Linked DNA regions of Mus musculus: regions 2, 3, 4, 5, 6 and 7 are each linked to region 1. The links are chromatin contacts, called in public HiCAR-type, HiChIP or PLAC-seq and promoter capture Hi-C maps. All regions are on one chromosome and are shown on one strand. Each heading gives the region's core, a stretch centred on a gene start, on an enhancer-like site or on the middle of the called end of the contact. The rest is flanking DNA. Distances are from core to core; before and after follow the strand shown. Region 1 holds the start of Mfsd1 (major facilitator superfamily domain containing 1). Region 2 holds the start of Lekr1 (leucine, glutamate and lysine rich 1). Region 3 has its middle 31 kb from the start of Ccnl1. Region 4 holds the start of Trim59 (tripartite motif-containing 59). Region 5 holds the start of Ptx3 (pentraxin related gene). Region 6 holds the start of 1110032F04Rik (RIKEN cDNA 1110032F04 gene). Region 7 has its middle 36 kb from the start of Veph1.

What was found. Promoter capture Hi-C pulls out the DNA fragments that hold promoters and counts their contacts. HiCAR-type assays count read pairs that join an accessible place to other places. HiChIP or PLAC-seq counts read pairs in DNA pulled down with a chosen protein or histone mark.
Region 2: a HiCAR-type map of astrocytes shows a contact between it and region 1, with 2.5 times the contacts expected there. The contact joins the promoter of Lekr1 here to the promoter of Mfsd1 in region 1. A contact is called at or near these places in 1 of 39 promoter capture datasets (pre-B cells), 1 of 115 datasets of contacts at active chromatin or transcription factors (astrocytes) and 1 of 9 other capture datasets (liver).
Region 3: a promoter capture Hi-C map of liver shows a contact between it and region 1, with 3 times the contacts expected there. The contact joins the enhancer-like site here to the promoter of Mfsd1 in region 1. A contact is called at or near these places in 4 of 39 promoter capture datasets (hippocampal neurons, liver and pre-B cells) and 1 of 115 datasets of contacts at active chromatin or transcription factors (astrocytes).
Region 4: a contact with region 1 is called in a promoter capture Hi-C map of liver, with 5 times the contacts expected there. The contact joins the promoter of Trim59 here to the promoter of Mfsd1 in region 1. A contact is called at or near these places in 4 of 39 promoter capture datasets (the C10 cell line, hippocampal neurons, liver and 1 more), 2 of 115 datasets of contacts at active chromatin or transcription factors (astrocytes and embryonic forebrain) and 1 of 9 other capture datasets (embryonic stem cells).
Region 5: a promoter capture Hi-C map of hippocampal neurons shows a contact between it and region 1, with 5 times the contacts expected there. The contact joins the promoter of Ptx3 here to the promoter of Mfsd1 in region 1. A contact is called at or near these places in 5 of 39 promoter capture datasets (3T3-L1-derived adipocytes, embryonic stem cells, hippocampal neurons and 2 more) and 1 of 115 datasets of contacts at active chromatin or transcription factors (astrocytes).
Region 6: a HiCAR-type map of astrocytes shows a contact between it and region 1, with 5 times the contacts expected there. The contact joins the promoter of 1110032F04Rik here to the promoter of Mfsd1 in region 1. A contact is called at or near these places in 2 of 39 promoter capture datasets (the 3T3-L1 cell line and stem cell-derived epiblast-like cells) and 2 of 115 datasets of contacts at active chromatin or transcription factors (astrocytes and embryonic hindbrain).
Region 7: an H3K4me3 HiChIP or PLAC-seq map of embryonic limb bud shows a contact between it and region 1, with 5 times the contacts expected there. The contact joins the enhancer-like site here to the promoter of Mfsd1 in region 1. A contact is called at or near these places in 12 of 39 promoter capture datasets (the 3T3-L1 cell line, 3T3-L1-derived adipocytes, the C10 cell line and 8 more), 2 of 484 Hi-C or Micro-C datasets (cerebral cortex and neural progenitor cells) and 4 of 115 datasets of contacts at active chromatin or transcription factors (the NIH/3T3 cell line, differentiating embryonic stem cells, embryonic forebrain and 1 more).

The regions. Positions count from the first base shown.
Region 1 is chr3:67,580,906-67,585,245 of GRCm38.p6, reverse strand. Mfsd1 (major facilitator superfamily domain containing 1) reads right to left here and starts at 2,478. Exons shown (of 16, transcript NM_025813.3): 1 at 2,269-2,478; 2 at 550-602. The coding sequence starts at 2,428.
Region 2 is chr3:65,663,742-65,668,081 of GRCm38.p6, reverse strand. It overlaps Lekr1 (leucine, glutamate and lysine rich 1), which reads right to left and starts at 1,854. Exons shown (of 13, transcript NM_001166659.1): 1 at 1,771-1,854.
Region 3 is chr3:65,987,113-65,991,452 of GRCm38.p6, reverse strand. It overlaps the pseudogene Gm19024. Among named protein-coding and RNA genes, the nearest start is that of Ccnl1, 31 kb to the right of the region's middle. Within about 2 kb of position 2,197, at least 27 of the 459 cell types and tissues checked have an H3K27ac peak or open chromatin away from gene starts, as enhancers often do. A contact at or near this core is called in liver, where this site is marked.
Region 4 is chr3:69,043,021-69,047,360 of GRCm38.p6, reverse strand. It overlaps Trim59 (tripartite motif-containing 59), which reads left to right and starts at 2,619. Exons shown (of 3, transcript NM_025863.3): 1 at 2,619-2,748; 2 at 3,519-3,593.
Region 5 is chr3:66,217,285-66,221,624 of GRCm38.p6, reverse strand. It overlaps Ptx3 (pentraxin related gene), which reads right to left and starts at 1,738. Exons shown (of 3, transcript NM_008987.3): 1 at 1,434-1,738; 2 at 574-975. The coding sequence starts at 1,563. The region is part of intron 4 of Veph1 (ventricular zone expressed PH domain-containing 1); the gene reads left to right.
Region 6 is chr3:68,867,588-68,871,927 of GRCm38.p6, reverse strand. It overlaps 1110032F04Rik (RIKEN cDNA 1110032F04 gene), which reads right to left and starts at 2,342. Exons shown (of 1, transcript NM_001167996.1): 1 at 1-2,342. The coding sequence starts at 2,220. The coding sequence ends at 1,477.
Region 7 is chr3:66,330,241-66,334,580 of GRCm38.p6, reverse strand. No RefSeq gene overlaps it. Among named protein-coding and RNA genes, the nearest start is that of Veph1, 36 kb to the right of the region's middle. Within about 2 kb of position 2,525, at least 9 of the 459 cell types and tissues checked have an H3K27ac peak or open chromatin away from gene starts, as enhancers often do. A contact at or near this core is called in embryonic limb bud, where this site is marked.

The DNA of each region.
Region 1 (4,340 bases), core at 1,229-3,728:
ATGTTATCCTCTTTAACCCCTCCTAGAATGCAAAGGACAGCCCATGCATTTTTCCTCTGCCTAATGGCTTTTTAAAATGCACATAATGATGGTCTAAATGCCCAAAAAACAACAAATATCAAATACAGTTTTACAACTCAAAACCAGACTAAGAATGCAGATAGGGCCAATACTCAGCAACCAGTATGCACATTTATAAAAGTAAATAACAGCAAAGTTTATCTAAGAAGGCCAAAGCTGTCCCACCACTCACTCAATGGTTCAGAGGAGTGCAAAGCTCCAACCAACACTAGCATTTCCCGTAACACTGTGGGCAGAGTCCATAATTATCTACCTAAAGAAGAAAACCATCTCGAGGCATGTATATGTTATTCAGGAGTTCTTTAGAGAAACAAATTTGATCTCTGCAGCCTGTGGGTGTGGTGATAACAGACACTAGAAGAGAAAGTGGACATCTCAGATGGGGCACCTGAGAGCTCATTCTATCTGAGCATCTGTAAGTGAGTGCTCCAAAGCAAAGCAGTACAAGAACGGAGAAAATCAACTCACCCGTTTCACCTGAGTCTGAAGGGCAGCGGGGTTGTCATAGCAGAAATAGCTGCCTAGAAAAAGGAAGAACACATATTTCACTCGGAATGATAATATCTATATAAGAGTTTCAAGTTACAACTCCTAACTAGTAACTCCCCGGAGGTGTTTAAGGTTTACTATGGCTGACACTATGACAACAGATTTTTTTTTCTTGCTTGTGTGTTTGTTTTACACCACTTCCTGATCTACCATTCCAAAGAACTTCCACAAGGTAGTGGTGTGCATACACAGCATATACCAGAAACCTGATAAAGAGGTCAACATCAACTGCTTTTAATCATTTCGTTTCCGTCTTTCTTCCCATGCTTATCACTGTATTAACATCTTCATGAAATCGCTGCATTTCCCTTACTTAAAAAAAGTCTACAAGCATCCTCTACAGGTGCACGTTAGCTGGGTCCTCACTTTTCTTGAAAGCAGAGGTAACTCAGAGATTCAAACCAAACCAGTATTTGATATAGATCCTGATCCTGCAAACAAACAAACAAAAACAAACAAAAATACCCAGGAGCAAATAACTGAGTGAAAACTGGGCTAGAAACAAGAACAACACAAGCGCCAGTCTAAGGGATCAAATGAAAACTGGCAATGTCTCCTGGGAGCGGGGAAAGCTGACAGGCTTGAAGAAGCCCCAAGGTAACACTGCCTGTTTCCCCGCTGACTCTGTAAATACACAAAGCTAGCGGTCCAAAGGTGGAGAAGGCAGCTAGCGACAGGGCGGCTCTAGTTTCTCAAACCCAAACTTTCAGCCCAATCTACCTACCAAAAATAAACTGTCAACTTGAGTAGGGACAATTTCTTCAAGTGTTTTGTCTATGCTTACTGGTTATTGATTCTAAACCTAGAAACTTCTCCTTCAGGATTTAACTGCTTATAAGAAATTCAATACCATGGTTGGTTGGTTGGTTGGTTGAGACAAGATCTCACTTTGTAGCCCTGGCTGGCCTCTCTAGCGCACAGACATGTCCCTGTCTTCCAGTACTGAGATTAAAGGGCGCCACCACTATCAGCTCAATACGTTTTAAAGCAAATGAGTACCATCTTCTCAAAAATAAAGAAACCGAAGCCCAAAGTATCTTTTATAAACCAGGTGCATGTATTTCTGAATCTGATCCCCCTGAAACACTCTTTCAAGCCAAGCCAGTTGTTACGAATCCGAACAGTTTCAATGTAAACTAAAAACTGTAACACGGGAGGGAAGGGTGTCTTTAAAAGTAGCTAATGAAAGTGTTTTGCGCCAGATCAGATTTCATAAGTGAAACCAACTTAACAAGTGTGGTCCTGCAAGGCTGTCTCACAGAGGAAAGGTAAGAAAAGACTCCTACTAAGGTGTACTTAGCAGTGAACACTATCCAAAGCGGATCCGAGCTCTAAAAGAATACAAAGGAAAGCACTGGGGAATGGGAGGGGTCGCCTGGGGAGGGAGGAAGAGGGACTTAGTCACGCTCTGAAATTCCCCCAGCAACGTTCTGAAACTCTCGGGAGCACAGCTCTCCGGGAGAAAGATCTGAGTTTCCTTCTCATCTGCGTCCCCAGGGAGGAGCTGCTGAACACCGGGGCTTGGAGGAACAAACGTCACCTCGCTCCAGACACTTGGAAAAAGCGGGCTCCCGAGCCCAGGCAGCAGCGCGAACCCTGGAATCCCTCTATCATCTGCCCCAGCCGAGCCCCGCTCACCGAAGCCAAGGAAGCACATGAGCGACAGCACCACGAGCCGGTGCGCCAGGCGGCTGGGGTCGCAGAGCGCGGACAGAGCGCGAGGGGCGCCATGGACTGCGCTGTCCGCCTCGCGGCGGCCCCCAAGCAGCGCCCGATCTTCCCCATCCTCGTCCTCCATCAGCTTGCAGCCTGGAACGGAGCAGGAAGCAAAGGCAGGGCGGCAGCGGCAGCGGCAGCACTCACGTGATCACGTGTGTTCACGTGACTTGCTCGGGCCACGCCTCTCCGTGCTCACGTGAACGGTTGCTCACGTGGTGGCCGGGCTCCCGTGCTGCCTTTCTGTTCTGCCGATGGGGTATAGATCCGGTCGGGAGTGGGAGTGAGCGACCGGGTTCTCATTAACATCTGATTTAAAACCAGTAGGAAGTGGTGGTGCAGAAGTCGTGGTGGAAGGCTTGACCTGAACCCAGCTCAGTCCTCCCTCCCTCACTTCGCCAACTCTTCATGAAGAGTTGTTAAGTTGACCTGACGGAACAGCATATGATGTACCTGACACTTATGTACTAGAAAAGAGGACAAATTCTCTCACCTCTGAATATGGGTGAGAGAATTTCCTTAGGTGGACAGAAACTAATCATGTGGGTGGATGGATGGTGACTGCAGCTGAAAGAGTTATTGAATTCCTCTGGGTTTTATACGTTTATAATTACACGTTTATACTGATCTTGGAGTAAGAGGAAAGTCGAGTAAAGTAGAAACACGAACATCCTAAATGAGGAGCCATTCAGAGATGTCCAGCAGAGTATAGAGACCACTAGGTTTGTTTTGAGAAGTTTGATTTGGCAGCGCAGCCTTCTACCCCACATTTCTAGGTTTGCCGAGTCTTTGCAGTAGAATTTTGAGTGTAGCAAGGCTAGGTGCTAAATAGCTGTAAAGCGTGCCGCAGAAGTGAAAGTGAGAGGCTCAAAGCTGGAGCTATCGCACCAAGGAGAGATCCAGTGACTAAATGAGGACTTGCTTAAACAATAGCACCTGGGATTTGAAAAAGGAGGAGGACTTTTGAGTGTTTTCTAGACTCCTAGCTTGGGCCCTCCAAAGAGATCCAAATATGGGGGATGGGGAAGCAGAGGGACTGTGTCAGAGAGATACCGTTTGGAATGTTTATGCATAGCCTGCTGTCTACCTTGCATTCCCCTGACTAACACTGTGCAGTTGCCAGCACAGTGGTCATACCCCACCTTGGGCTTAATCTTTCACTCAGCATCAGCTGTACTACAATGAAGGGCCTAGACCATCAGTTTACATTCCTTGGCTTTGTCCACAGTATAGATTACTGTCTTGTGCTGGCTAGTTTTATGTCAACTTGACACAAGCTGAAGTCATCTGAGAGGAGGGAGCCTCAGTTGAGAAAATGCCTCCATGGAATGAACCTGTAGGCAAGGCTGTAGGACATTTTCTTAATTAATGACTGTTGGGGAGGGCCCAGCTACCCTTGGGTTGATAGTCTGAGGTTCTATGAGAAAGCAGGCTGAACAAGTCATGAGGAGCAAGCCAGTAAGCAGCACTGTTCCATGGCCTCTACATCAGCTCCTGCCTCCAGCAGAAGGTTCTGTTTGAGTTCCTGTCCTGACTTCCTTCAGGGAGAGACTATGATGTGGAAGTATAAGCCAAATTAATCCTTTCCTCCTTAACTTGCTTTGGTCATAGTGTTTCATTAAAGCAATAGAAACCCTAACTAAGACAAGTCTAATGGCTAAGTCAAAAATACAGGTAAGAGGCTGGCTGCCAGTATCTCTAATCCACTTTTTGGCTTTTTGGGTTTTGTTTGTTTGTTTGTTTCGTTTGTTTGTTTATTTTGTTTTGTTTTTGCCTTTAGAAATCTAAGTAAAAATGGCTATGATAGTATAGACAGTTTGTACTTCTTGTTGAAGGAGGTTGGACTTCTTTTGAATGATAGTCACTTGTGTCTTAATGAAATGCCCAGGGTAATGCCCTCTGGACCTGACCTCATTCTGTGTTTGCTTAGACAGTTCTCAGCTATCTATCCTCCCAGTGGGTCATGTCTACCCTGGCTACATATTTGAGATTTC
Region 2 (4,340 bases), core at 605-3,104, 1.9 Mb after region 1:
TACTAACCAAATGTCAGAGAGAGAGAGAGAGAGAGGTAGAAGATGTCAAGGCCAGAATGGTTGAGTGGAACAGATTCAAGTGAAAGAAACACAGATTCCACAGCAGAAAAGATGGTCTAAGGCCCGTGTCTGCAGAACACAGGCAATGTGAGAGTCAAGAGAGGATAATGACCTATCTTTTGGGTGGGGGATGGGAAATCAGCAAAGGCTTCCTAAGATTGAGTTAAATTAGGGGCAAGAGAGTGAAGGAAAAAATAATGCTGGTGTTATTTTTGTAAACTATGCAACCATCAGTGGAGGAGAGATTCCTCAACCCTGTGTTAGCCCAAAATATCCCTCATTTCAATAAGCTACTATTTAAAACAAACAAAACTAGTGAGCTGTCTTCCCACGTGTGTGCTTGGTAATATTAACTGAGGCCAACCACGGGAGTAATGGTAATTATGTGGACATGGGTCCAAGTGACCAAGTACATAATCATATACTGTCATAGTCACATGGCAAGAAACCAGAAGGCATTATCTTCAGTTAAGCCATCATTGGTGAATGGAAATGATAGTATCTTGGGCTCCACAGGAATATTTTTCCCTTATACAGCCAACTATATCTCCTCTTAAAGTGCCATCCACAAAAGTATTAGCAAGCATGGACCTAAATAACGTATAAATTCAAGGTACCAGTGGGATGTTTATTATTTAATGCCTTCGCTGTGACTACTCTTAACATATTACTATGTCACCAGAAGTGGCAGGCTTCTGGCTATGAAAGAAAAATTTAAAAATAGCACCCTGGTAAATTTGAAAGACCTCTAAAACGAAGTGGAGGAGAAACTGATGTCAATGCACATCGCACAAGACATAGTAACAAGATTACAGGCAAGATACATTCATTGGATTCGTCCCAAGAACATGTGTAACTTGTCCTCATATAAAGACACTTTATTGTAAACCCATGTAAACTGTGAGTGCAGACTGTAATAACTAGGTGCTTTTCTGCTAAGCAATGCATGCTGATGATTACAACTAAGAGGTGGGCACCTAAAATTCCCAAGGTGACTAGAAGGGTACTACTTTCTTTAACGTTTATTTTTGTTATTGCCTATATTTTAAGAAACAGCTTGTAAGCCGATTAGAAAAGTCCATTGGGTCTTTATAAAGATGTGACTACTCGTGAAAAGAATAGTAGAATCCACATATAATTCCGCTTTTCAAGAAGTGTAGGGCTGTTTGCTCTTTAGCAGAAGAAAACGTGATTTTTAAGTTACCCATTCAGTATTTTAACCAAACAAGTTCCTTTTGGTCTTTCCCATTATATATGTGGAAACTGTCCTTGGCAAAAGTACAGAGGTACGTGGCCGCTGCTACGTGCGTTTGAGAACCTTCTCTGTGACACTGGTCACGAGATAGACGTGCGTGTTCTTAAACGCAGAAATGCCCTTGGTGGTTCATTTCCGATTCTTACACCGGTGTCACGCCCGGTCATTAACTCAGGTTCTGCTTCCAGGCCCTTCCTCAAGTACCATTCCGGGGGCGTGATTCACCGAAGGGCAGGTCGGGGGCAAGAGAGCAGGAGGTCACTGCAGGAAACTAACCGCCCGACCGGACTGCGCTGGCCCAGGCCTCGCCTGGGGCGCCGAGAGGCCGCCCCACCTTCCCGCCTTCCTCCTCCCGACCCCCGCCGCCCCGCAGTCCCGCGCCGCCAGTCTCTGCGCCGGAACTGTGTCCCCGCCGACCGGGTCCTCTGAGGACTGAGGAAGGCCATGACCCTCACCTAGCCCGGGACTCCGCAGGGTGTAAAACGGCTTCCCTGGTCTCCCGGGCGACCGCGCTGCACGTTGGCCTGACGTCAAGGCGCGGTGACGTCACAGCCCCCGCCGACGCGGAAGCGGAGCTTCTTTTGCATCATTTGTCCCAAAAGCGAGCTAGGCGGAAGCTGGAGCGGGTGGCGGGGGTCGAAGGAGAGGGCGGATTTACGCGCGGTTCTGTGACGGACGGGGATGGGGCTCTGGAACCCGCGGGGACGACGGGCAGCCGAGGCTGATGAAGAGGCGGGAAGTGGGTGGCCATGTGCCTCATCTGCAGGGGCAATCATTGTTGTCGAACGGAAGGAAAAGAAGCTTTTAAGTGGAATTGACTGGGGAAGGCTTGCTTAGAATTTCATTCTGGTCCAAAGAAGTCAAGATGACGGGTTTAGTTCATGAAGTATTACTGAGACGTGCTACTGCACACTCAAGTAATGGAAGGCCTCTTGTTTTTACACACTGACGACTTCCCTTTATTCATACTTTATTCATAAAACAAATACTGATGACCTACTACGCAACAAGCAAGCAGGATGAGATGATGCTTGGTGACTAACACAGGCCACTGGTATGATTAGTGTCTTCGTAGTCTGCTCCTTTTCCAGGAGCATCTGAGGTCCAAAGTTCTGATCCTCCAGTAACTAAAGAAAACACGGTTTCCTAGCAGAAAAGAACAATAATTGCTGTTAAAGAATAGTTTGCATGAATAGAAAGAAAAGGCATTGGAGAGAGGAAGGTGAACAGGTGATTTGAAATAGTGCCAGATCTATTGGAGCTGCTGGTTGATCACTAGTATGAAAATAACCGCATGAAAATAGTGAATACTCCCCTAAGTCATGAAAGATATAGATTATGCAGAAACTAACAACAGTTACTTACTATTGAGTAACTAGTATTATGTACTGTATATCATTGAATATATACAAGAGGGCTAGAAACAGAGGGCTTCTGACAGCATCACCACGAACACTACACAAAATGTCTCGGTAACTAACATCACTAGATATTAGGAATTTTATACCAAAAGTATTGTTATAGGGCACATAACTACAGTTTGGACAATAATTACCGAGCACTTGTATCTAAAAAGGAAGGCAATCCTCTGAAAATGGGATGAAATCCCATGGAAATGCTATAATTCACTTTCATCTATGCCTCTTCGTTACACATCACCTTGAGTCCATTTTCCTTACCACTGTAAATGCCCTCTCAATCCTAAATCCCATTGCTAATTAGCCACAAGCCTAACTTTCTGTAGGAGTGCCACATGTGGCACTCCTACAGAAAGTTTTCATTATTATATAAAGTCCAGTTTAGGTAGTGGTAGACCCAGTAAGAATTTAAAAAGAAAGGATAGCTTCCGGAAAGAACAGAAATAAGAAGTGTATTTCCAATTGGCCTATGCCAAATGGTCAGCCCTTGAAAACATGCATACAAGAAACAGTATGTGGCCTCTACAGGTTGTATTTGGAAATATATGTGTATATGCAAATGCATGTTTGAATCCAAGAACAATTGGGTAAAAGAAAGACAGTTTGTGCCTAATCTAATTGCATCTCGTTATGCCCTGTTTGGTGGATATCACTGGGAGGCCTGCTCCTTCCTGAAGAGAAATAGAGGGGCAGTAAGTCTGGGGGAGAGGGGAGGTTGAGGCCAGGGGCTAGAAAGGGGCTAGGAAGGATGGAGGGAGGGGAGGTTGCAGTCAGGATGTATGAGAGAAGAATAGAGAAAAGAGAGGCCATGAATTTGAAGGAGAGTGGAGAGAGTTATATGCTGTAATTAATATAAAAGCAATATAAAAGCAAATCTTTAAATCCTCTAAAATGAAACGTGTGAGTGAGTGTGTGTGTGTGTGTGTGTGTGTGTGTGTATACATACACTTTCAAAAAAGGTTAGCAGATTAGCACAGGTCAACTTTTGAGTACTGAAGAAAAAGGGTTGTTTTTGTTTTTGTTTTTGTTTTCGAGACAGGGTTTCTCTGTGTAGCCCTGGCTGTCCTGTAACTCACTTTGTAGACCAGGCTGGCCTCTAACTCAGAAATCCTCCTGCCTCTGCCTCCCGAGTGCTGGGATTAAAGGCATGTGCCACCACGCTCGGCAGCTATTTCACTTTTTACCATGACTTTTAAAGACAAGCCACCGTTTTAAAAAGAAAATTAAAAATTAAATTCCTTTTAATTTCTTTGTGACCCTTCATTGTTATTCTCTTTGAGGGTCAGTAACCCCCCAGGGGGTGCCCTCCTAGTTTATAGAGTGTCTGGATATGAATGAGACTCAGTTTTCCACGTGTCCTGTAGGTGTCTTACAGTTTATAAGAACTCCCATGTGTTTGTTGTCATAGGGATTTCCCAAAAATACTTATCACATGGGACAGTCATTTGGGGACACTTGTGTCATGAAACCTCCCTACCTTTCCCATGCACCTATGAAAAGCAGTATAGGAAAAATAGGTACTTTGTTTATAAATCTGCTAAAAACCAGCAGGAAGTCCACCCAAGATGGCTGATTTTAAAGTCAATGCTAGCTGGTACAAAGGTAGC
Region 3 (4,340 bases), core at 948-3,447, 1.6 Mb after region 1:
TGGATTTGGTTGGGGGTTGGGATTTAGAAACAGTCTCACTATATAGCCCATGTTGACCTGGAACTTGCTTGGCATTCTCCTGCCTCCATCTCCTAGTGCTGGTTTAACAGGCTGGTGACACCACACTTATGTCTCATGATACTCTTCTACTTGGGAAGATTGTTCACAGAGACACCACAAACATAGATAACAATGTTTTCTAGTTCTTCCAAGTTTAGACTTCTGTCTGATTCAAAGCCAGTGATGCTAAATTCATATTGGCCACTAGATGGTGCGAGTATGTTACATACTAAGTTGTCTTAACCAGCGGAGCATTTATTTACATGAAAAAATAAGACTTATTTAATACACTTATGGTGCCTCTAAAGAAAAATACTGAGCCAGACGGTGGTGGTACATGTCTTTAATCCCAGGACTTGGGAGGCAGAGGCAGGAGGATCTCTGAGTTCAAGGCCAGCCTGATCTATAGAGTGAGTTCTAGGATAGCTAAGGCTACACAGAGAAACCCCATCTCAAAAACACTCACACACAAACAAACAAAAACTGATTAATAACAAGATAAAGAGTTGAACACAAGCTTTAATTTCTGCCCTACCCCAACCTAAAAGGAAAGGAAAAGTTATAAATGAATACTGTGCCCTGTACAGCCTCGGTACAGCCACATACAGAAACACTGGGGCTTTTGCAAGAAGCTACGGCAGGATGTTTTATGCAGAAATTAGGAAGTAACTCATTATGGAAGACCTGGCTTCCAGAGCACAGGTCTCTAATCTAGGAGGGAGGGAAAGAGTGGAGGAGACTAGTGGAGCTACTCAGTGAGGCACAGTACTCACAGTTCTATAAGGATGAAAGGAGGCTGTTGACAGAGGGATTGCCAGGGAGGAACGGAACGGAACAAAAGGCAGCTGCAAATTCTGCTTGTTGCTACAACCTTACAATGGATATTATGATCCTCTTAGAAATTATAGATGTGTGTTAGTGATAGATTCATTAGTTTTTTAAATTTTGTGTTTTTGTTTGTTTGTTTGTTTGTTTGTTTTTCTTTTGTTTTGATTTTCATTTGAGATAGGGTCTTTCTACATAGTAATATATATCTACATAGTAGATATATATATCCTGGAATTCACTAAGTAGATCAGGTTGGTCTCTACTCACAAAGATCCTCCTGCCTTTGCCTCCTGAGTGCTAGGGTTAAACAAAGGTCTACACCACCATGCCCAGCTAAACTAGGCATCTTTGAGAAACAAGATCATATTTGACCCTTGATAGACTCTTGAGTCTAAATCTTTTAATACTATACTTTTGGAGGCCGGTGGAAAAAAATTAAATGGGGACTATATTTTTTAAATATTGTGGCAACATTAAATTTCTTAGAAATTATAAACATGTTGTAGCTAGTATATTTATAATTGCCAACAACTGGGGCTAGAGAAATGGCTTAATGGTTAAGAGCACTGACTGCTCTTCTAGAGGTCCTGAGTTTAATTCCTGGCAACCACATGGCTGCTCACAACCACCTGTAATGGGACCGATGCGCTCTTCTGGCGTGTCTGAAGACAGCTACAGTGTACACATACATGTAAAATAAATAAAATCTAAAAAACATTGCCAGAAGCTTTCTTTTTTAAAAATATTTATTTATTTATTTATTTATATGCATATGAGTGATCTGTCTTCATACATTCCAGAAGAGGGCAAAGGACTGCATTACAGATGGTTGTGAGCCACCATGTGGTTGCTGGGAATTGAACTCAGGACCTCTGGAAGAGCAGCCAGTGCTCTTAACTGCTGAGCCATCTCTCCAGACCCTGGCAGCAACTTTCTACTCCAAATAATGAGTTTACTGCTGAAACATAACTTCTATGAAAACTCCCACTAAGTCAAAGCTGGAAGTGAAAAGGGCTCTCATCAGTTTCACCATTACTGGGGACACTGATATGAAGACGTTCACCATTACTAGACATCTGATGGACAGCTATAGAAATCTGAGATCAGCAGATGTGTGGCTAGCACTGAAGCCCCAGCACACAGAAACCTCATCCCAACCATTTTATAACAGGTGATCTCATGCTGACTGTGTTTTCCTGCCTGCTGGCATAGGTAGATTTGAAACTGGAATCTCTAAGAATGTGTAGACCTGTGTCAACACCATTTTGGCTTATGCACTGGGTATGAAACAATTAAGTACCAACGTAAACAACATGAATTCCTCAGAGTCACCTTTCATCCACAGGACATGAGGAAATCGTTCATGAAGTCAGAGCCTGACAAGGAAGCTCGATAAGACTTTGACACGATAGTTTTTGTGCCAGTTTCTAGTTGGAACAGTGACAACGTGATGAAGCTAAATGTCAATATGCCTTGTCTCCAGAGCTGGAAATTCACCCATAAAGATGGCAGTGCCAGTGGATGCCCACTGCAAAAAGCCTTGGATTACATTCTACCAACAACTTGCCTAGCTGTTAAAGCCTTTGAATCTGTATTTACAAATACAGTTATTTAAAAATTACTGGTATCCATATAGTCCCAGTAGACCACGTGGTGATCAGTATTTCCAAACAGCACGGTGGTTACCTTTGTTCCAATTAATGTCACAAGTGAAGTCTGTTGAAATGCACTGTAAAGCTTTGGGTGAAGGTCTTGAGAACAAATATGCTTCAGTGTCAAGAAAGTGTCTCTAAAAGATGTTCACCATGCAATGTTACTAGCATTGCTAGCAGCAGGGAGCGGACACAGGCCCACACTATCACCCACAGAAGCCTGAGGAATTCCCTTAATCTTTTACGAACCTCAGTTCAAGTAAAACCAGATCCTTGGTTTCAGAAGAAAAAGTAATTTCAGGATAAGCCAGTAAGAAGCAGAGCTGGGCTTCATTTAAAAAAAAAAAAAAAAAAGCCTACTGGGAAGTGGTGTACAAACTTCTAATCCCAGCACTTGAGATCCAGTGGAAGGCAGATCTCTGAGTTCGAGGCCAGCCTGGTCTACAGAGTGAGTTCCAGGGCAGTCAGGGCTGCACAGGGAAACCCTTCCAAAAGAAAGAGGGAAAGAAAGAAAGAAAGAAAGAAAGAAAGAAAGAAAGAAAGAAAGAAAGAAAGAAAGAAAGAAAGAGAGAAAGAGAGGAGAGAGAGAGAGAGAAGTCATTGCAGGAAAAAATAAAACATACCCAAAAGCACGCTTGTGGGGTTCTCAAGAAAGATTTGTAGTTTATTAAAGACCTTTAAATTCTTTATAACATCTTCATTTATGTGCTTTGTTCATATGGGTGAACATACTAACCATGGTTTGCACCTACAGCTCTCTCCTTCCAACATGTGGGTCCCAGATATCAAATTCAGGTCAGCATACTTGCCAGTAGGTGACTTTACAATTGAGGAACTTTTCCAGTCCATTTTTAAAAACAGGTTCTCAGGATATAGCCCTTGCTGGCCTAAAACTCAATATGCACAAAAGGTTGGCTCCAATTTACAGATCTGCCCATCCCTGCCTCCTAGGTATTAAAAGGAGAGAAGCTTGGGGGAAGACTAAGGTATATACCCAAGTATGGGTCTGGTTAGCAAGGACGGTCACAGTTAAGTATCTTAGCCTCTCATACATAGTGGTAGCTTTCAAAGGGTTGCTAGGAAACTTGATTTTCCTTGTTTTGTCTTTCAGATAAATGATATTATAGGGTAGCTCTGGTAGTGACTTAGATAGGATTATTATAATTTGATAACAGAAAATCAGGAGTCACTGGGGTTTCATAAAGTAAAAGAATATGTACTATAAATAATCTGATGAGGTTCCAAGAACGTTGACCACTTCCAGCTGGGAAAGGAGAAAGGCTGTAGCAAGCGTTGTTAATTCTGTCGGGATTCTTGATTCTCAGCTTGTGAGAAGCCTCTGAGAAGAAGGCTCCTTCCCACGTCTCCATATTGTCCCCACCTTCCCTCCTGTCTCCGTATCAGTATTCGTGACTCACCAATGGAGGCAGCTGGTTTCACTGCTCAGGTGATTATCTTGATGTCAAGACTAGCAATGCCCACACACTAGGTAAACTTACAACTCACACTGCTTGCAAGTTTGTTTGAGCTAAAGGAAGAGTTCAGTATCATTCTGGTGAGATACTAGAAGATAGCTCTGCATTCCTAAAAGCTGGTACCTCTGGCAGCTTCCCAAGCAAGCCCATGTATGTTGAGCAACTGTCCTCCCTTGGGTCATTTTATAGTTTATAAGACAGACTACTATCGTGCCTGCCATCAAAGCATGGATGGGAGGGCTGCTGGGGTCATCAATATTTCCCAGAATGCTCAGGAGGCTACATTAACACTGCCCCCAATATTGACCACAGTGTTAATCAGTGA
Region 4 (4,340 bases), core at 1,370-3,869, 1.5 Mb before region 1:
AAAAAAAAAGCAAAACTAGCAAAAGAAACATTTTCCCTGGGCCTGAAATGTTAGAGAAATTTGTCACAGAGATATAATAACAATTTTGTTTAACAATGGCTGATTATTTATTTACTTATTTAGGGTCAAGGTCTCAGTATGTAATCCAGGCCTCTTGCCTCAGTTTCCCATGCACTGACATTACAGGCACATACTATTAAACATGGCTTTCTCCATGATTCTGAAGAAAAGCATTATTGAAGAACATGCTTTTTATGTATGTTTCGAGATAACGTCCCAACCTCGTGGCCCAGGCTGTCCTCAAACTCATGGTATAGACTATGCTGGCCTCTAAATTGCAGGGATCCTCCTGCTTTAGCACTAGAGGTTTGACCACATTTGACGTGGAATACATTCTTTTTGTTGGTAGTGTGTGTGTGTGTGTGTGTGTGTTTCTAGACAGGGTTTCTCTGTGTGGCCTTGACTGTCCTAGAACTAGGTCTGTAGACTAGACTGTCTACTAACTCCTGAGAACCAACACTTCTGCCCCCAGAAGCTGAGATTAAGACTGTATGCCATGACTGTCTGGCATGAAACCCATTTGCTGGGTTACAGTTTGTGCTAATTCTCACAGAGTGAAGGGCTGCCTCAAGTTAGGTGGGGTTGGTATGCGGATGACTACAGCTGAAATCACTTGAGGAACTCTGACGTTAGCCAGGACCAGCGGGCCTGCATTTTCCTGTCTGCAGCAAACAGATTCTTGTGGGAAGACTCTCCTTCAGATAAGAAAACCAGAAAGTATCCTTGCTGGCCAGAGACTTAGATGGGGCTACAATGAACGTTTCCTAACAAGCTCCTTGAAGTAATCCTTAGCTTCTACTAGCTTCTGTCTGTCCCCATCTTTTTAGTATCTTTTAGTAACAGCCCTAGAACTTGCCTTCTAATACAAATATATGTTCGCTCTGTAATTCCTCAAGAGTTTATTGTTCTTATCTAAGACAGTATACAAGCTTCTACTGTTTTTATTTTTATTTTTTATGTGTACGAGTGATTGTCAGTGTAAGTATATGCCATCTGTGTGTGTCTGCAGAGCCAGTCAAGAGTGAGCTTAGATCCCCTGGAGCGGGAGTTACAGGCAGTTGTGAGGGGTCCACAGTCATGCTGGGAACTGAATTTGAGAATAGTAAGTGCTCTTAACTGCTGTTACCTCTGGTCAGTTAAAAACAAATAAAACCCCGTTTATCTATTTCTTTAATGTGTGGTTTGTAACGTGCATGCATGCGTACATCACATCCTTGCTTAGTGATCTGGGAGGCTAGAAGAGAGCATCAGATTCCCGTGCAACAGTTGTGAGCTGCTGTGTGGGTCTTCTGGAAGAACAGCCAGCGCTGACTTTCTGTTTCAAAGCTCAAGACAAAAAGTTTTCAAGCAAGGAGTCTGAGGAGCGCCAAGAAGATGTTAATGTGCGCTCAGCGGTTTGGCTTTTCCATGGTGGGAACTGAACACGCCAGGCGAGCACTGGAACTGAGCTACACCCCCAGCTCAGAAGTCACATTTCTGTTCATCATCTTTCCGATATTATACCTGTAACAAAACCACGTATTTCCCATCCTTTATCCCGTTTCTCAATACTCTATCACAAAGGGAGTATTGGGAGTGTGTATATCGTAATGGAAGACACCCAAAGCAGCTGATTTTTTTTTTTCAGCCCAAAGTTTTCGAAGGCTGACGCCCCAACACATGAGGTTTTTAGGTTTACGACTTTTACGCTTTGGTGCCTGTATTTGAATTGTAATTTCTAGTCTTTCTTTTCCAGACCAACACTATCATCTATAGAGCGCATGAATAACAGTTCATAAATCCTGAGTAGCGCTGCCGGTCAGCGTGGAGCTGCCTTAGTGCTAAGGCTCCTCTTCTCTGCCCCTTCCCCATGTTTGGTTACAGAACTTTCTGGCAGGGTCGGGCACTCTATGGACCTGTAAAGCACACTCCTTGAAGGCACAATCCATTTTCCTTCCTCTACGCCCCCTCTTTCCATCTTGTCTCCGAGGTCAAGTCTTGCTGTGAGTCTTAGGCTGACTTGGAATCTGCTCTGTAGCTCACACCGGCCGGGAGCGGAGAGCGGTCTGAGCTCTGGAATGGCGTTTCTCCGAGAAAGTGAAAAGCCACTACTGTGTTTTCTGACCCAGCGTGTTAGAGAGGACAGGGAGGACACAGATGAAGGCTTAGGCGCGCCTAAGTTGGAGGACCGGAGCCTCACGGGGGCGGGCGAGCGCGCCGAGCCCTCCAGCCGGTGACTGAACAAGGAACCTGTGAGGTAACAATGGAAGAAGCCTGCGCGCCGCCAGCTCCAGAACCATCCCGTGCGGGCGTGGTCCTAAGTAATAAGCAGTCCCTCAGCCAGCCGCCTCCAGAAGCCGCCGGGTCACCCGCGCATCCCCGCCCTCGCGAGGTCCTGGCGCCAGCCCTTCCCCCCCAAGGCGCGACCCCTGCCGCCCGTGCGCTTTCCGCGCCGCGCGCTAGTGCGCAGGCGCCTGGCCCTCGGCCGTTGGTGTTCAAAGGCCGCCCGCGCTCTCTCATTGGCGGAGGCGGCGCGGTTGAAAGTCGCTGCGGCGCCGCCGGCCCCGCCCCCGCCGGGCACCTGAAGACTCGGGCGAGCGCCTCGCAGTGTCCGCACCAGGCTGCCCGGGAGCCCTCGCCGTGCGCGCCGTCGCCCGCCTCGCCCGCCTCGCCCGCCTCGCCCGCCTCGCCCGCCTCGCCCGCCTCGCGGTGAGTACGCGGCTCCGCCGGGGAGGCGGCTCGCTGCCCCTCTTTCTCGAGCGCCCGCGGCCCCGGTGCGTTCGCCGCCGACTTGAGGATGGGGAGGCGGGCTGGGCTCCGGAGGGCGTGCGCTCGCCTCTCCTCGCTTCGCGCGCTCGCGGGTGGAGCAGCGGCGCTCCGAGCTACCGGCGGGATTGAGGTCGTAAGGGCCGGTAGGTGAGCCTAGCAGATCCCGCAGCACCGCGCGGGGCGAGTGAGCCCTGGGCATCCTGGACAAGAGGGTGTGACTGCCATCTTTGAGCCACTTCTTTGTTTGGAGTTCACGTAGGACTTATGCCCATTGTACAGATGTGAACCTTCATAGGTAAAACTGAGGCCTGCAGCGTTTCGGAGACCACCCAATGTGTTGATGGGAATAATTTAACGTAGTTTCGAGCTGGGGATATCTACGCGCGAGGATATTTCTAGTCGTCTTGCTGAGTTTAAATAAAACTTTGAAGCGGGGCATGAACGTGCACGCCTGTAACCCCAGCATGGGGGCAGACAGAGGCAGCAAGCTCTCCTGTGCGTTCCAGGTCGTCAGTGAGGACTACAAAATTAGTCTCAAAAAACCCACCAAACCAAACTATGAGTGTTTAGTTCCCATCATTGGTTAATCTTGTCCAGAGTCAGAGATTCGTTATGTTGTAAAAAGTCCTTTGTGTGGAAATGGTTGGGACTTTAAAGATGAAATATTTACTGCAGGCAAAATCTGAAACATTAAATTGTTTTACTTTTAGAATAACAAAGGATCCTGGAAAAGTTGGAGAAGATAAAGTACACCCAGTGTCCAGATCAGGAGATTGACAGACCAGGTAAGCTCTGGGAAGTTAACTGGATACGAAGAAACATCAGGATATTAGAGTGTGTGATTCCTGGGCTATGATGAAAGATTGAAAAATCTCTTGAAAAAAAGATGTATATTGGAAGTGTATAAAATTTTAACCATCTTATGGAGGAAGCATAAAGTGAGAAATGACCTAATCTAAAAGGTATTCAGTTTTTTGTTTGATTCTCCCCCCCCCCCCAAAAAAAAAAAAAAAACCAAAAAACAAAAAACCATGGTTTCTCTGTGTAGCCCTGGCTGTCCTGGATAATTGCTCTGTTGACCAGGATGGTCTTTAACTCAGAGATTCCTCTGCCTCCCAAGTGCTGGAGCCAAAGCCATCACTGCCTGGCTAAAAGATTTTCACTTTTATCTAACAGACATTTTATAAGCATGTGTGGACGTCTTAAGTCATGCACACAAAATGGTATTGCCTTACACGTTTGCACGCTGCATTTATTATTCAAGCTACCTTTATTCCTTTTTGCCCAGTATTACACATTGATCTACATTTTTAGTGAGCCAAGGTCCTGTATTTTAACCTGGTAAAAAGTAAAATTTTGACTTTGGGTAATATATATATACTGACATTGCAAATATGTTGCTGAATGTTTTCCATCAAATATATTTTCACTTTGAAAAACTATTTTTTGAATACTGTGTTTTATGTATATTGGTAGACACACTGTTTTCACATTAGTCTTCACATGCACACTAGGAGAGGGCAACAGATCCC
Region 5 (4,340 bases), core at 489-2,988, 1.4 Mb after region 1:
ATCTACTCCCTCTGACTCCTGCGCCTGACTTTATAAAGCATGCCCCCCTTGACCTTCACTGTGGAACTAAACTGGGATGAGGGAACCCTGAAGGGATTCTGCTGAGTCTGCAGGAGATCCAATTAGGCTCCAGTCAACTCAGAAGGAGCAGAGGGGGAGGAGTCGGCCAAGGGGCTGGGAAAGTCGCTGAAGTTAGCCAGGGCCCTGAAATAGTCGGAGGAAACAGGAGCTGGCCTAAAGAAAGTGACGGGATAAAATTAGAAGACTTGGAAATCCCTAACGGAGGGACTCGGGGCAGCGAGGAGGGTCACTGTTAAACACCTGCCAATGGACTCCTTCAATATCTGGTCGGATCCGGTATCAGGAACCTCTGACGTCAACTTCCAGACTGATGGTTTAAATCCTCGTTTTTTTCTTTTGGGTTCCTCGGGCTTGGAAATACTTTTAAAAGGCAATGAGCCTGCCTGGCGTGGTGTGAGCTCTGTGAGTGTGCCTATGAAAAGTACTGGGGCTCTGAGTGTGAGGGTCCCCACAAAAGCTTGCCTCTAGGGACAGAGCCGACCGTGGGCTTACCTGCGGGCAGCCAGTGGCGGGCGACCCAGCTCTGCACGGCGCTCAGGTCGGCGCGCGTCCGCCGCAGTTCCTCCAGCACAGCGCCTAGGCCAGGCACTGTCGCCTCGGGTCGCCGCGCCTCCGCGTCCTCCAGGCGCGCCAGCCTGAGGCTCGCGTCACGGCTCTCCTGCAGCAGCGGCTCCAGCGCCCGCACCAGCCTGGCGTCTGCGGGGCCACCGGCTGCGCACGGCCTCGCCATGCCGCCCGCCAGCCGCCCCAGCTCTGCCCGCAGCCGCTGCAGCTCTCCACGGAGGACGTCGTCGGTGGCCTGCAACAGCATGCCCTCCCGCATCTGCGAGTTCTCCAGCATGATGAACAGCTTGTCCCACTCCGAGTGCTCCTGGCGGCAGTCGCATGGCGTGGCTAGAACGCAGGACACACACAAGTGTTATCAGCTTGTCCTGGGTGGCCATGGGTTGCACTCTTGGTGACTCCAAGTTTCAGCCTGTCCCCAGCAACCGCTCTCCTTCTAAGGATAGCTCTGAAAACAGCGTGCGTGTAAACTCAAAGATGACACAGGACTATTCTTTATAGGACATGTTAAACTAACTGAGAAAATGCCATTAATATAGCTAAAAACAGTTAAAGATTTCGTATAACTTAACTCATCATAAATGTTACAAAAATAATTTAAAACCTCTGGCTTTTCTCAGATAGTCCTTGCTTTCTTGCTTTCCTTTTTTCCCCCAGTCCTTGCTTTCACAAATAAAGTATAATTTTAGCTTGCTTCATTGGCTATCTATGTTAATTATGTTAATCGCGCCCCCCAAAAAGTGAGTTATGTAGTTTTGATACGCTGAGAGAGTTAAAAATGAACTTACGGTCCTCGGTGGGATGAAGTCCATTGTCTATTTCGTTGTCCAAATTCACATACATGAGCTCGTAGTCATCCGAGGTCTCAGCCACTACTGCAGACCAGAGAGCACAAAGCAGGATCGCAGGGAGGTGCATTGCTGGAGAGGCGAAATTTGCTTCGCAGCCGCAGGGGAAGAAGCGAGACTCTACAGTGATCCGAGTTTGAGCCCGGGAGAGATAGTGTGAGGCAGGAGTGAAGCCCTTAATAAACGCTCCAAAGCATGAGCGGGATGAATGACTAATGTCGGTGGCACAGCGCGAGGGAGTTCCCCTGGATTTGGGGGAGGGGGTTGGGTGGGAGGGCAAGGGAGCTGAAGAGGTTGCACAATGTTAAACCACCGAGGTCCACACTGCAGGCAGATTAATTAGAGGCGAGTCAGGGGGAGAAGGGGAGGGAAGCTGGACTTTTCTGGTGCCCCTGAGGATTAGTTGCTGTAACCTGAAGTGCTAGCGCTTTGGGGGGTGAGGAGCACAGAGGTACAGGGCGAATTATCATTTTGGCATTTGGTGTGAGCTTTCATTACTCCACAACCCCTGAAGTTATGGAAAACTTTTTTTTTTCACTTTTCCTTTGGATACTTTCTCAAGACCAAGCTATAGAAAATGATTCCGTGACTCCAAAATAACCCATTAAGAATTTTTATGACTCTAGAAGTCAATCTTGACTAACTAGTCTTGACTCCTCTGGTGGAGCAACTAAAAAACACAGTATGGCTGGGTCAAAACCCAGTAAAACAGGAAAGTGAGGGCGGGAATATAGTGGCTTTAGGTGCTTGGGTATTCTTGACATATCCTATCAAGGTCCTGTTTTAAATTTACATTAGTGACTGTGTGTGTGTGTGTGTGTGTGTGTGTGTGTGTGTGTGTGTAAAACCTGCCCCCTCCCCCAGTGCAAAGTACCTAGATAGGTGTTGATAAGTCATAATAATAGTGATAAAAAATTAAAACATTTGAATAAACTCCAAATAAAGCAAGATCTAAAAAACTACACAGATCTAGAGGGAACCACTCCCAGAGGATACCCCTGAGCTGATACAAGTCTCCAATATACAAAGGAGATGGAGGGGGAGGGTTACCAGTCACATCCTGATCATGATGGCAGGGCTACTACCCTCAGGCCAGGCCTCTCAGAAGGCTGCCTCTTGGATTTCCATAGGTAAATTCCTCTGCTCCTGACAGAGACTCATGAGTGGCTTTCCTGGCCTGAGTGCCCTCACGCATCTGGAATGCACATGCATGTACCATCCACCACAATAAAAATGAATCCACAGTTAAACATAGCTAGACACGGAGGGAACAGGGCATCATAAGCATGAATCAACACAAAGTCAAAAGGCATCAGGCCCCTGCTCAAGAGCTTCACTTATTTGAGATCACGGCTAAAGACAGGGTATGTTTGAAACCGTTAAAGCCATCAGAAAGCGATGGCAATATGAGACAATACGATATTGTTTAAAGGGCAGTGTGGAGCCACAGCTTTGTAAGGTGCTTTTCTCCTAAGGCTGTGGGCTCGAGTTCAGTTTCTAGAGTCCACATTAAGAAACCTGATGTGGTGCTGTGAGGTCCTAATGCCAGTACAGAGAGCCTCTGGGATCCCTGGCTAAACAGCTAAGCCTATTGGGCAAGTTAAGGCCCACGAGAGACCCTGTCTGAAAAAGCAATGTGGAAGAACTGGATAAAAATGCTTACTGTTCTTTCAATGTCTGTGGATTGTAGCATAGTTACCTGTACTGTATGGCTAATGTCCAATTACAAATGAGCACATACCATGTGTGTCTTTCTGGGCCTGGGTTACCTCACTCAGGATGATCTTTTCTAGTTCCATCCATTTGCCTGCAAATTTCACGATGTCTTTGTTTTTAATAGCTGAGTAATATCGCATTGTGTAAATGTACCACACTTGATCCATTCTTCAGTTGATGGACACCTGAGTTGTTTCTAGTTTCTGACTATTACAAATAAGGCTGCTATAACATAGTAGAGCAGGTGTTTCTGTAGTTTGGTGGAGCATTTTTTGAGTATATGCCCATGAGTGGTATGGCTAGATCTGGACTTCAGAAGACAGAAGATAACAAGTCTGAGTGATTTCGGGCCCTTTTTCTGATGGTTTCTTCTGGAAGCTATAGAAAATAATGTCTTTCAGTCATAGAGTACATTAACAAAATGGTGCCCTGGGGTAGAGGGGCAAACAGGAAGAATAAAGGTAAGAGGCCAATTTGAATGAAAACCAGCATAATAGCGAATGGAATAAAATAGTTTGCAAAGAGTTCTGCATGTAATTAATTTATTCATGTAAAATTATAAGGCAAGAAAACGGCTCTAAGATGATAATGGATGCACACATGTAATTAAGGTAGAAAACCCTTCACAACAATGAGAAATACTAACTTCACAGGGATGATGACCTCTGAGGAGAAAAAAAGAACATTAGTCAGGAAACACTTATGGCACGAGGCAAAGTTTTGGTGCAGCTGGATGGCAGGCACATCGCTGTCGTTTTTATCGTTTCTTATGCTTGTATGTGGGCTGGAGACATTCGGTATCTAAGACAAAATGTGACTTAGAAGTGTACAGAATTTCTACATTCAGATTTCTTCATCAGTTTTGAACTGAAAAATAAAGTAAGTTCTTTGGCACTTATTTTTGGGTTTATTTCGTTGAAATTGAAGTCAGTCAAAAATGACTAATCTAGGGATTTCCCCTTCAGAACGCCCCCCCCCCCCAGGGCCTTTGTTGGAGATAGTAGTAAAAGCCATACTGCAGATTCCTGTCCCAGATTCTAGCTACAGCCCCGTTCAGTGTGACCCTTCCCATCAGCTGACCAGTGTGCAGAAACAGCTGAGTTCCATGACCTAATGTGTTCTACATCAATT
Region 6 (4,340 bases), core at 1,093-3,592, 1.3 Mb before region 1:
ATAGACCCATGTGGGTAATCTTTCTTGACAACTGGTATACTTCACGCTTCTCCAGAGGAAGCTGGACTTCTTGCCACCCTTTCCTCCCATGCTAGCCGTAAGCCACCACAGCTATATGGCATACAATGTATATAGTGTACACAGACATTACCATATGTACATTATACATGATGCATTAAAATGTGTCTTATTACCCTTTCCTTAAAGGGAATGTCCCAGAATGGTAAATCTAGTAAAATGATACCACTTAATTTTAATAAACATAGGTTGGGTGAATCCATCTTTGGACATTACTGAAAAGTTTCAGACTTAAATGAAAGTTACTAGTCCATTTTTATGTTTAGAATCACATTGCAGAATGTATCTCAGATGAAAAATAGAGAAGGAAATACAGGCAAGCCATCTTGCTACATGGTGTGGTATATATATATATATATTCCTTTTACATGATTCCATGATGAATGATACAGTTCAGAGCCAGGCTACATAATGTACACAGTTATTATAAAAAGTTATGTATTATGCTTCAGTACTAAAAATAAAATATATTCTCAAATAGTGAAAATAAGATATCCTTCATGTTTTTATGTCACATTTCCTGCTTGACCCTGACCTCCGCTTAATGAAATGATGTCCAACACTGTATTAAACAGTGACAGCACGTGGGCGATTTCTTGACAGTAACTGGCCTAAAACAAAACTGATTATCTTGTCAATTTGTTGAACTGTCTAATGCATGACAAAATATAAAAATAAAGGACAAAGATAAACAGTCTACATACTGAAAAATCAAAGTCCGCTGGTACCACATTACAAATACGGTCTGGACATCTTGAACAGATGCAGCCACTAAGCCATCCATCATGGTACCCCTTCCCCAACAAAACTGTGAGCCAGGAAGACACCAAAGGGTTTTCTGGGTCCTTTTCAAGGGATCGCATCACAGTCAAGCGCTGCTTCTACAGACTGCATGCAGCAGTCACTGGTCGTGGTCCAGAGCCAAAGGCTCCTCACCATTATGTCCTGGGAGACCGTGACCGGTCCAAGCAGGAGAGCAAGGAATGGACCTATGCTCCTTCCCTTTTAACAACAGTAAAGCAAGCCGCTGGTCTCTAAACACACCAAACGGTTTACCTGTTCTTTTGGATTGGAGAAGCAGGCACTTACAGTGAACACAAGGGGAGGCATGGCAGAGGGCGGGGACGACCGTCCAAGAAGAGCTGGGGGCTAGTCCTAAGCCATTGCCCCGCCGAGCTGCCCAGCCTTGAGCCCAAAGAAACATAGAAAACCACAGATTCCCCGGGAAGCGAGAGGGAGGGGACTGACCCCAACCCAGGCGCGGGGCTACAGGTTGTACGGGGATGCTAGGTGTGGTCAGAGGCAGTCAGTGGCGGCCGCCAACACACCAGCTGTTGCGTGCCACCCGCAGCCCCCAACCTTGTAGGATCCGGGCGATCCCCATGAGGCTCCCTGAACTCAGATGAGCGGGAAACGGACCTGGCCGCCGTCGGAGTCCCCGGCACTGCCGCCTCGCGGGCGGCCGAGCACCGACACGGGCAGCACGACCTCCGCTGGGCTGAGCTGCTGCAGCCGCATGGACTCCTCATAGGTGGGCAGGTACTTGACCTCCTCGTAGCTGGGCAGCTGGAGAAACACCGGTGACACCACGTGCAGCTCGTGCTCCGAAACGCAGGAGGGAGGCAGGCGTCCGCCACTTCCTCGGCCCCGACCACCGCCACTATCCAACAGTGAGTCCTGCGAGCCCGCGGCCACCTCGTCGCGCAGCAGAGCGGGCGAGTCGTCGTCGTCGTCGGGTGGCCCCGCCGTCCCCGGCGGTCCCGCACCCCCGGGAGGCCCGGGTCGTGCCTGGCCAGGTCGCGCCTGGCCACGCGGGTACCTGCGTGGGCTGGGGCAGATGATGCGCTGCAGGAAGTAGCCGATGGCGAAGAGCACCAGCAGGATGAGCAGCCCAGAGAGCTTGCGGACGAACCAGCCCACGTTGTCCAGAAAGGCGTGGAGCGGCAGCTTGCAGCAGCGCACGGCCGTGGCGTTGGCCGAGTCGCAGCAGCGCTCCCGCTCACCGCACGCCAGCTCCGCGCAGCCCCCGCCGCCCCGCGAGGGCGCCACCAACGCCAGCGCCAACAGCAGCAGCAGCGGCAGCAGCGGCGGTGGCGCTGGAGCCACCGACAGGCCCTCGGCGGTGACCCCGGGACCCCACATGGCCGGCGCAGATCTCCGCTGGCGTCCGGGACCGCGAGGCTCGGAGCTCCGTCTGGCCCCGGCGCTGCGATGGGTCCCGCGCGCGCCGCCTCCCGCGCCCCGGCTACCTGCGGCCCGAGCGGTGCTCACTTGGCCACGCTGGGGCGGGAGGAGGAGCCCGGGGCGCGCCGAGGCTGCGGGAGGCGGCTGCTGCTCACCGCTGTCGCCGCCTCGGGAGCCTGTGACCTCGAGCCGTAGCGCCTGGGCGCCAGGGTCCCGGGAGAAGCGTGCGGAGCCGCGGAGATGAACAGAGCCGGCCTGCGCTGGGTCTCTCTGGGCATCTCGGCCGTTGCCCGCCGCGCTCTTCTTCCGGCACCTGGGTACCCCGCGGCGCTGGAAGGGTTAAGGCTGAGCTCTCAGCCCCGGAGCCCCTTGATCTTGATTAATTCAGCCGGCGCGCTCTTCCTCGCCAGACGGGCGGGGCGCGCTCTCTCACTAGCGTAGGTGTCTCAGTTTTAAGTGATTGGATTTCCCCGGGAATATTATTTAAATTGACTCGGACCGGGTTCCGCTTACCATCTTTCTTGTGATCTTTCTGATTAAAAATGAATGATGGCCATTAATGGCCAGTGCAGCCCCATTGCTGCCCTAAGGTTCTAGGGTGGGAATTGCTGGATAGTTCTGCTGACAGGTAGGTCCAGGTTGTTGGGGAGCGCGGACCCTAAGAAACTCCAGAACAGGTAAGAATTCTTTGGAGAGGCTCAAGTTACAGCCACAGAGGTAGCCCCAGAGGGACCGAGAAGCACTCTGTTGAGGTGACCCTGCTCACCAAGGAGAAGAAAGAAGACCTTTAGTTCTCAGAGACTCACCTGACCCAGCCCTCGGCTTTCCTGTACTCAAAGAGGACAGCAGAATTGTGGGGTGCAGGGGCTCCCTCCTGCAGCATAAATAGCCTATGTAGGAAGGCGGAGGGGAGCAGTAAGTGGTTGGCCAAGTTCCTGAGCGCGATCTGAAGGTCTTTTTCAAGGTTATTCTTGTTTGCAAAATCTGACTTTAAAGGAAACAAGTACTTTGTTTCCAAATAGTACTTGGGTCCGTTTCCCTTCATGTCACCCACCCCTGGAGGAAAGCTCAGCGCATCCAGACCCTTTGGGCATATATCTGTTGGGTGGTGGAGCCCCTGAGAAAGCTGCTTTGGTTGAGGCAGTATAAAACAGACACACTTACACAGAAGGACTCACTGACGAGGAAAACTAATAGGGAATTTTCAAGGTTGGTGTGAGAAAATAAGTAAAAGGACATACAGTGCCCGAACAGACTCAGCTATGACCCAGGCTTTCTCTTCTGAAGAGAGGAGGAGAGCAAGCAGAATGGGGTGGGGTTAATGGAGGTCAACCATGGGCCAGCTTAAGTGCAAAGTCTTCTGGTTCTTCTTTTGGTGGGAACACCATGCTTTGCTTGAACTTCAAAACGACGATGCTTTCTCTTCTAGGAGAAGTGTCTGTGAAACCTCCCTAAGCCCAGGCGTTTGCTAAGTTCTTGTGAAGCCAAAGCATTCTCTGGCTGTGCTCTGCGGGAAGGACTGAGGCCTAGTCCATAAAGCTTAAATCGACAATGCTTTCAAGCTATAGCCAGATAGGGGAATGTCAGAGTCAAGAGATTGACTCTGATAAAGTGCCTGTTGTATTATTTTCAGTCTCCCCCATTCCTTTCCCGAATTTACATTGAGAATGTATACTGAGTATGTTCTGTATTTGGGGAATCCTGCTAATTGATGAATAAATAATAGCCTCCCAAGAGTGGGGTGACCCCAGTTCTGCATACCAGTTTCAACTGATCAGAGAGAACAAATGCCAAATGTCTTCCTTCTTCATAACTTGCCCTAAGCTAAGATAAAAATTGATGTGTTTAATAGTCTCAGGCTAAGGGAAGCTCATGGCTTGATATGCCATGAGAGAAGTGCAGGGTCTCCTTGGGTTTTTAGAATTAGGGGTCCTAGGATTTCTGCCAGTCCTAGCAGAAGCAATGGCAGAAGGAAAGGGAGGGGGGACTCTGTGATTGATGAAAAGAGGAGGGCGGCCTGCTGGGTGGTGTCTTGAAATTTGAAACAAAGGCATTAAAATTTTAAATTACACTTTATA
Region 7 (4,340 bases), core at 1,276-3,775, 1.3 Mb after region 1:
ATTGTGGATGCCAGAAGTGCATGCTGACAGGAGCTTGATACAGCTTTCTCCCGAGAGGCTCTGCCAGAGCCTGACAAATACAGAAGTGGATGCTCACAACCATTGGACAGAGCATGGGATCCCTAATGGATGACTTAGAGAAAGGACTGAAGGAGTTGAAGAGGTTTGCAACCCCATAGAAGAACAACAATATCAACAAACCAAACCCCCTAGAGCTCCCAGGGACTAAGTCACCAACCAAGGGGTACACATGGAGGGACCCATGGCTCCAGTTGCATATGTAGCAGAGGATGGCCTTGTCAGGCATCAATGGGAGGAGAAGCCCTGGGTCCTGTGAAGGTTCGATGTTCTAGTGTAGGGGAATGTGAGGACAGGGAGGCAGGAGTGAGTAGATGGATGGGAGAACATCCTCATAGAAGCAGGGAGAAGGGGTATGGGATAGGATAGGGGGTTTCTGGGAGCGGCAGGAACTAGGAAAGGGGATAACATTTGGAATGTAAATAAAGAAAATATCCTCCAGCAGAAAAAACAAAAACAAAATAATTGCACGCTGAGAAGATGTTAGGAAGGAGGTAATTGGGGAATTAGGATATGACCACGGGCCCTCTAGATAGGGGATCTGAGATGTCTTGAAGAAACATCACAAGCCGTGTAGGGTAAAAATTTTGTATCTCACTAAATCTGTAGTGTGGTAACAAGTAAGGTCATACTAGACAAAAGACAAAAGGCAGGATCTACAGACCTCTGTGGGCCATGATTGTGGGTTCAGATTTACATCTTATGCTGCATGCGGTGAGCTATGAGAGGGTTTTAAGCAGGAGGAATTACAATCAAATCTATATTTTGATAGTAACTTTGTTTCTGTGTAGGGCTAGATTGTTAGGGAAGGAAACAAAAACCAGAAACGGGACCCAATTACAGGCTGCTACAGGAGTCAGGCCAGAGGTGAAGAGCTCTGCAAATAAATTGAAACATGAGATGGGAGAAAATAGCAAACTTCAAGATGTGTTTTAGGTATGGAATCAAGGGGGCCAATGCATTCAAGCTTTGGAAGAGATGAGGTTAGATGTTGAGATGATTCTCAGGTGCCTGGTCCTAGTAATTGGGTACCAGGACCACACCTTGATTCAGGCAAACAGGGAGCCTGGAGCCTGGCTTTCTCAGAGCTGTGGAGATACCCTTTGATCCACTGTGGATTTGCTTGCTTTGATATGGCCGGGTCACCTCCTCCACAGAATTTTCAAGGAGGGATTTAGATGAGTCATGGGCTGTGTGTCAGAGGAGAGGTCTGAGAAGATGTAATCATGACAGCCTTCACTAGAGATGACCTTCAGAGTCCCCTGTGTCTCTAGATATACCAAGTCACTTTAAATGAGAGCAATTCAGTTTTGTTTTGTTTTGTTTTTCAAAATAACTTCAATATGTTTTTTTTTTCTAATTTAACTTCCATCTAGATTTCTGGTTTGTTCACAGAAAGCTCCTTTTCCTGGCAGGAATATGGAGATCTCTGCTGCTCAGAGGTAGACCAGCAGGATGAGCCTCCTCGGTCATGATCGAGCCTCCTTGCCACAGCCTCCATCTCGTGCAGGATGAAGGTTCTCTTTGAACTTTCAAGTATACGGATCTTCCTGAACCCTGATCAGTTCTCGTATACTAAATCACTCTTCTGTGAAATCTCCAAAGTTTTATTAGGTTTCTTAGATGTATTTCCAAACTTTAATCAAAATTTTTTCTTGGCTTTTCTATTGGGGTTATAGAGATCGGCCAGGACAAAGGAGAAGCCCCATCTTCAGAAGTCCCGCCAGTGGGAAGACATAATAGACTGGGCTGTAAATTCATGTTTATGTTTGTTATTTCCTTGCGCGTCACCCCCACTTATTCCCGTAGGAAGCCAAGCACAGTCACTTGTGGCCCTCAGATGTGACTCACTCTTGAAGGCTCTCGTGTGTTAGTTCCTGCTGCACAAAAAGAGCAGTGTGGTGGGCACCACTGCCTTCCTCGCAAGGGTTGGTGAGAAGTGTCAAGATGGAATTAGGCGCAGGCACAAAGATTTACTTTCCGATGCTAGCCATTTCCCCAGCCTCTGTGAATAATCCAGACTGTGTGTTTGGGGCCTTTAGACATAGTAATAATGCAAACGGAATCAAAAGCATCATTCATATTATTAACAAGCGTTTTTCAGTAATGTTTTGAGTAAGTGCCTAATAAAGTTTAAGAAATAAAGATACTCATGTTATTAAAGAGGAATTACTAGGTTCCCATTCATAAGCTTCAATATCCTGCTTAATGGATTCCATACAGTCTAACAGAAACCCAGTGAATGAATTATGGTAAAGCAGTTCACAAACATTATATGGTTTCCTTTTTTTTTAAACTTTTGTTTCCTCTCCGTGAAATAACAATGAGGCACGTAGCTTGAATAAGGTCATTTCTTATAGCAGAATGAAAGCATTAGAGGGACTCTGGTTGTATTTTAGCCTACAGGCAAAACCTCCACAGCTTTATGGTCAGACAGTGCCCCCTTGTGGAAGATGTAAGGTTAGTAGGACTGAACTGCTCTGTGACTGGGATCACTGGCAAAGCTGAAAGAGGCACTAAGCAAAGGTCAAATCCTGAGCCTCTTTGTAAAGAGCGTCCGTCGTGCTGGAAGAAGACACTTTACAAAACAAGGATGGGCGCACAGCCAGATAGGAAGGGGAACTTGGGCCAGTCAAGCTGATGGTCTCGGTTCTAGAAAACTTGACTCACTGAACGATAAAGAGGCACAGCAGAATGGAGAAGGAATGCCTTTGAGCTCAGCCTGTCTGGGTGCAAATCTTAGCTGAGAGTAACTATGACTATAGGATGCTCCGTTGTTGCTCTAAGCTTCGGTCATCCTACCTGTTATCAGATGTCCATTGGTACAGATCAGAAGTATTGTGAGGGCCAAATGAACATGGTGCGCGGAAAGTGTTTTTAGGGCAATGTTTCTAAAAATATCTATTACCTTACCAGAGTGCACTTCAAATCAATGAAAGACACTCAGCTTTTTGTTTTTAAAAATGGCTTTTACATACATGCGTTTCCCAGCCACACAAGAAAACCCATGAAAGTGTGGGACTGGACATGCTAAGCCTTTGTGTAGGACTGTTTGGGAGACAGAAACCAGGTTGATTAGACCTACAAGCATGTGCGCATGCGTGTATCTGGAGCGTATGTAGACTGAGGGAGAAGGCTGGTTAGTGGGTCAACGCACTGTGTCGGGTAAAGGCAGAAATGACAATAATCAGTCAAGGGCCTCAGAAAGGGCTCAGGAGCCATCCTCTGGGAGAACACAAGAGGGTATTCTCAAGCAGCCAGCGCCTCCACTCAAGCACCGACACAGCGCCAATGGGCAAACAAAAGAAAAACAGGAAGACTGTGGGAAGCTTATCTTTTAACTCCCTTAAATGTGCCGCTACCAAGAATAATTCAGGGGTTTAAGAATGTCGAAATGCCCTAAGAATCTCAAGCTGGGGGGAGAAACTCTTGGGCAAGGCAGGCAAGTGGCTTGTGCCTGTGGGCTGAGGGCCTCACCGGTCCTGCCCAACCCTTCAGAGGAAAGCCTGCTGGAGACACACGAACAAATGACTGTACCACAACTCATTCTCACGAAGCCTCCCCAAGTTGGACTTCACGTGCCACTTTCCTAAAAGAGCAATCTGATGGGAAATGACACTACACTTGACTAGCACTTGGAACTCACTCTCCCTTAACCCCCACCCCACAGCTTTAATCACTTGTAAGGAGTGAGTTTTTTTCAGATTTCCCATTTTAATAAAAGGCAGTTCAAGTATCTTGGCCTGGGTCACATGAACTACTGTCTTGCTCTCTGGCTTCTTGCGGCTCCTACCCAGCCAGCTCCTACTTCAAGGTTGGTGACATTTTTTGATGGGTTTCTCTCTCTCTCTCTCTCTCTCTCTCTCTCTCTCTCTCTCTCTCTTACCTGTCAAGCATCAGTGAGAAACCTCAAAAGTGCAGTTAGATTTTGACATATATCTATTTGTGCTCCCGGGCTTTCCGCTGGAACGCCAAGGCCTCCTTCCAAGGTTCTGTTCCTTTGTCCTTATTGTTCCAGCATGTCATCCACTCTGCCTGAGTCAATCTCCTCCCTGTCTGCAGTTACCTCTTTTTACTCTCAGGAAATCATATTTCATGTTTTGCTTCAAAAGTCCTAGGTATTTTAATGACTTTTTTATTCTTCCTTTTTGTCTCTACTTCTTCCTTTCTGCCAAGGCTGGTCCTACCTGTTGGAATCCTGGCCCTCGACTCCTTCCCTTGTGTCCCTGTCTTAGTTAAGGTTTGCATTGCAGAAAGAGACA